Linked DNA regions of Zea mays: region 1 is linked to region 2. A link is a contact called in public Hi-C data. All regions are on one chromosome and are shown on one strand. The core of a region is the stretch at or near the end of the contact, and the rest is flanking DNA. Distances in the headings are between cores, read along the strand shown. Region 1 holds the start of LOC118476085 (tubulin beta chain-like). Region 2 holds the start of LOC100384266 (Core-2/I-branching beta-16-N-acetylglucosaminyltransferase family protein).

The links. Hi-C and Micro-C count contacts between places; a contact is called where the count stands out from the background.
Region 1: a Hi-C map of leaf shows a contact between it and region 2, with 5 times the contacts expected there. The contact joins the promoter of LOC118476085 here to the promoter of LOC100384266 in region 2. A contact is called at or near these places in 3 of 25 Hi-C or Micro-C datasets (ear, leaf and tassel).

Annotation. Positions count from the first base shown.
Region 1 is chr1:184,053,248-184,055,947 of Zm-B73-REFERENCE-NAM-5.0, forward strand. LOC118476085 (tubulin beta chain-like) reads left to right here and starts at 1,278. Exons shown (of 2, transcript XM_035964156.1): 1 at 1,278-1,528. The coding sequence starts at 1,511. It overlaps LOC100285810 (erg28 like protein), which reads left to right. Exons shown (of 3, transcript NM_001158700.1): 3 at 1-234.
Region 2 is chr1:183,733,234-183,735,933 of Zm-B73-REFERENCE-NAM-5.0, forward strand. LOC100384266 (Core-2/I-branching beta-16-N-acetylglucosaminyltransferase family protein) reads right to left here and starts at 1,424. Exons shown (of 3, transcript NM_001176831.1): 1 at 1,208-1,424; 2 at 312-851; 3 at 1-60. The coding sequence starts at 1,210.

The sequences.
Region 1 (2,700 bases), core at 28-2,527, 320 kb after region 2:
GGGAATGAGAATTTTTGAACACTGAACTCCGGCTGAATCATGTAGTCAGGAGCTGTAATAGCATTCAGATAGTCACCGGTTGGGAGCTGAGATGCCAATAAGGCGGCGGGTATAGAAAAGAGGTGGGCGTATCATGTGCTTTCGTTGCAGCCAAAGGGTGTATGTACTCTGAAACTTTTGTTGTACTGATGCTGCATCTTTTGTTCTTGAAATAAACCGTACATTAGTACAGTAGAGTCGATAAAGTTTTTATGTATTGCGATGATTGTTCAATCACTTTATTTTTTTTTACCTCATGTTCAGTTACTTTTTTTATCTCCATGTTATTCGTACTATGCCATCCACTCAACATAAATTTGTTGCAAAATAATGCTTCATTCGTTCGTACTATGCCATGATATACTTTCGGTAATTGGTAGCAGTATTGACGACGAGAACGGGCTATCTTCTATTCTTCTGCACATTTGACGCTTAAAATTGAGTCAGGTGTGCAGTAGCCACATATATTAGGCATCGATCATTACCATTAAAAATTAGGCTACCATTTGCATTTTCATCACTCAAAAGTCAGAATGCTGAGATGACACTGTCATGATCGAAACAGTATCTGTCGATGGCCACCGAATTTGCAAGATCTATGTAGGGAGCTACTACTGCTACTTAGCACAGCAAGCAAGCATGCGCTGCTCCCACTTGTAGACTAGTGATCCTCCTTTCCTATTTGCCACTACACGTCTGCAGCATGGCCACCTTTGATGGCTCACGAAAGAAACGCTCAAGCACACTTAGATACCTATGCCACACTTTCCTTGCAAATTGACAAGCTCACATTTTTTTCCCATTTGTAAACGAAAATTATTGCACTAATTGCGGTTGCTGTTGTTTTCGTATGTCATTTCATATTGCCTTTTCCATTGTATTTTTTTTTCTGTTTTAAGCGCTAAATATTTGCTCCGAGTGAAGTATAATCCATGGTAATCTGAAAGACGAGTATCCACACTGTCAATATATGATGAGCTTGGCTTCAATTCCAGCATCATCAGGGTGTCAACGGTGTTTCATAAAGTTTGAATGTAAAACACATCAGCACGTGGGTTATGTATTCTTTCTTATTAAAACCCGCTGGAGTTTCCAGCCTCCTCCGCGTTTCCGGTCATCCGGTGTACTGAGACGCTCGCGGGTGCGAACACGTGGCCAGTCTCTATAGCCACTCCGGATCTCAAACCTTCATCTAAATTCCCTATGAGCTGACGTTCGATTCCGCTTTGTCTCAGCCTCTCTCTCCCGTACTGCTTCTCCTCTACCTCCGCCGCCAGCCAGCCACTGCCTCGATTCGCTCCCCTCCGGCCCTCCTGTCGCGCGCGCTCTGCCTCGCTGGCGCCACGGTCGCCCGCGCCGGCAGGCTCGCTGATAGGCTCGAGTCCCTCGACGCCATCGCCTAGATTGTCTACTAGCTGGCCCCCGCTCGCCGCGAGGTGGTGCTTGCGGAGGTGGCGGCGATCGTGCCTGCATGGTGCTCGACAAAAAGGTTGAAAGTCGCCTAGGGGGTGAATAGGACGAAACTGAAATTCTCAAAAATAATCACAACTACAAGCCGGGTTAACGTTAGAGATAAAATCGAGTCCACGAGAGAGGGTGCAAAACAAATCGCAAGCGAATAAGGAGTGAGACACGTGAATTTGTTTTACCGAGGTTCGGTTCTCGCAAACCTACTCCCCGTTGAGGTGGTCACAAAGACCGGGTCTCTTTCAACCCTTTCCCTCTCTCAAACGGTCCCTCGGACCGAGTGAGCTTTTCTTCTCAATCACTTGGAACACAAAGTTCCCACAAGGACCACCACAAGATTGGTGTCTCTTGCCTCAATTACAAGTGAGTTTGATCGCAATGAAGAATCAAAGAAAGAAGAAAGCAATCCAAGCGCAAGAGCTCGAAAGAACACAAGCAAATCTCTCTCACTAATCACTAGGGCATTGTGTGGAATTTGGAGAGGATTTGATCACTTGGGTGTGTCTAGAATTGAATGCTAGAGCTCTTGTAAGTAGTTGAAGTGGGAAAACTTGGATGACTTGAATGTGAGGTGGTTGGGGGTATTTATAGCCCCAACCACCAAACTAGCCGTTTGGTGGGGCTGTCTGTCGCATGGTGCACCGGACAGTCCGGTGTACACCGGACATGTCCGGTGCGCCAGCCACGTCACCAAGGCCGTTGGGTTCCGACCGTTGGTGCTCTGTCTTCTGGGCCCGCCTGGATGTCCGGTGGCACACCGGACATGTACTGTAGAGTGTCCGGTGTGCCAGCGCGTGCGTGCCTGACTTCTGCGCGCTTCTGGCGCGCATTAAATGCGCCTGCAGGTGACCGTTGGCGCGAAGTAGTCGTTGCTCCGCTGGTTCACCGGACAGTCTGGTGTACACCGGACAGTCCGGTGAATTATAGCGGAGCGAATTCCCGAGGCTGGCGAGTTCCAGAGCCGCTCTTCGTTGGGGCACCGGACAGTCCGGTGAATTATAGCGGAGCGCCTCTGAATTTTCCCGAAGGTGAGGAGTTCAGCGTGAAGTCCCCTGGTGCACTGGACACTGTCCGGTGGCACACCGGACAGTCCGGTGCGCCAGACCAGGGCACACTTCGGTTATCCCTTTGCTCTTTTGTTGAACCCTGTTCTTGGTCTTTTTATTGGCTAAGTGTGAACCTTTAGCACCTGTA
Region 2 (2,700 bases), core at 174-2,673:
CGCGTTCGCCAGCAGCCGCCGCTCCGCGTCGAACATGCTCGGCTCGCCCCACTCGGCCACCTGTAGCACGCAGTTGAAAATAAATGGCCGTCATTTTCAGCTCCGATCCCCCCCTTCTCCGCCATCCATCCACATTCCACGACCCCACGTCGTCGTCAACGTAGAGGAGCCGTGCAACATGGACGGCCATGATGGTAGGCCGCCGGCCGCCCGGACGATCGTCAAAGCGAAACTGAAACTCGCGAGCCCACGTCAACGCAGAGGATCGGAGAGCTAGCCGCCGTACGTGCGCGGGTGGCGCGCGTACGTACCTGGCTGGGCACTTGGCGGCGGTAGAAGGCGGACGCCGGCGCGAAGTCGGGGCGGTACCCCGGCGTGGCGTGCACGTAGACGGAGAAGAGGCCGGCGTCCCCGCCCCCGGCGCCGGCGAAGAAGCGCTCCCACAGCGGCGCCAGCGGCAGCGGGCCGCGGGTCAGGAACATGAAGGCCACCTTGGGCGTCCGGCGGTACGGGTAGCGCCGGACGCTGGGGCGCCACGACGCCGCCCACAGCAGCTCGTCGTCGGTCATGTTGTGCCACGCGGACGCCGGCGCCCGCGCCCACCGCTCCAGCGGCTGCTTCCCGCCGCCCGACGGCGGCGCGGGCGGCAGGGCGACCGGCGGGCGCGGGAGCGCGGACGAGTAGGCGGGGCCGCCGACGAGCAGCGCCACGGCGGCGAGGAAGCCCGTGCCGAGCACCGCCACGAGGAGGAGAGGGCGGAGGAGCTTCAGGGGCAGCGCCGCCGCCGGACGGACGGTGCTGGGGTCCTTGCCGTGCACTACTGCTGCTGCTGCCTGCGGCATGCCGATCAGCTGAAAGGAAATCAGAGAGATTAGTAATTCGTATGGGGGAATTGATTGCTGAGCCGGAGCCGGAGCCGGGTGAGGCCGCGTGGGATCAAAGAGATGACGAAAGCTTTGGACTGGTCGTGGTCGATCATCAAGGAAGCTGGTAACAGCAGCCAGCACTCAGCAGTGCGGCGGTTATTTGTGAACTGAAGCCTGGATGGAACAGCATAAAGACGACAAGCGCACGCAGCTTCGGTCGGCGCGACGACGGCGGAGAAGACGACGAGAAGAGGTCCCCACGGGCCACGGCCACGCCACAGCTCGGGTAAACGAAAACAAGCAGGTGGCTGAGTGGGAACTGGGAAGGGACGGAACCGTACCATGTGGGCGACGCTGTTTCAGTTCAAGAGAGAGAGGACGGCGTAGGAGAGGAGCCGTCGTCTGCTCGTCTTCGTCTTCTTCTCGGGCGGCGCGCAACGGCCGGCCTCGGTTCAGCTCAGCTCCTCGGCGGGCGCGACGGACTGGCGAGGGAGACGACAACGCAGGGCAGAGGAGGGTGGGAGGGGGCGAGGGCGACGGAGAGGTCGCGGCTCTCCGGTGTGCGTTGGCACTTGGCAGGCAGGAGGTGCACCGGTGCAGTCCAAATCAGAATCCGGGATTTCAGTTTTCAGCAAGCAGTGGTGAAGTGGTGGTGGTGACGAGTTATGTCACGCACTTGTTTATCTCCTCTCCTCTGTTTGCCAGTACAATCCTAGTGCTCAAAAAATTAACTAACAACCAATATTTTCTACATCACAACGAAAGGCGAGCGTATATGATCTGCAAGCGCGTGACTAGATAGATATAAACACTACCGGAATCAGCTCCTTTGCCTTTACACTCGGCAAAGGCTTTGCCGAGTGTAACACTCGGCAAAGAACGCTCGGCGAACTGTACATCGGCAACGGCATCTTTGCCGAGTATTTTTTGTCGAGCACTCGGCAAAAACTTTGCCGAATGCCATTTGGCACTCGACAAAGAAAAGTCACCGTCACGGCGCCAAGTGACGGTGACGGATCCTTTGCCGAGTGCCTACGGCGACACTCGGCAAAGACTGGTCCAGTGGACCCCACAGCCAGTCCCTGTGTCGAGAGCCCTAGTAGGCACTCGGCAAAGGAGGTTTCATGTGTAGAAACCTAGGAGAACTACATTGAAACTCTATGATTTCATGTGTAGTTCTCCTAGGTTTCTACACATAGTGTCCCACAACTTTCTCCAAACATTCTAAAATTTTTATCGCAGCCTGTACATATGATATCATGACACGTGGACAAGTTTCAGGATTTTCTGACTTTGTTTGTGTTTTATACAATTTTTAAACATGTGTATGACAAGTTCACGGCCATGTTTAGTGAGCATGTTGCTCGAAGTTTCCGGTCCGCTCCTAGAATCGGTCGTAACTTATGCTAAGTAACATGAATATCATTTTTGCATGCACGGTTTTCCAAGTTTCGAGTGACCTACAGTTCAAATCTAAATTTTCCGAAGAAATTCAAATAAACGAACTAAATCTACTAACGATTGAAAACTCTGTTAAAATTGTCCACAAATGATACATGTAGGTCTACATAGTGTAGGAACATACCACAAATTTTTTGAGAGACAAAATAAAAAAATACAAATACACTTTGCCGAGTGTCCAGAGATGACACTCGGCAAAGTATGCTTTGCCGAGTGCCTAGTATGCGGCACTCGGTACAGAACCTCTTTGCCGAGAGCCAACGGCTGGCACTCGGCAAAGACTAACGGCCGTCAACTTTGGGACGGCCGCTGACGGCCGTTTGCCGAGAGCCCCTTTGCCGAGAGTTTGACACTCGGCAAAGTTGTCTGTGCC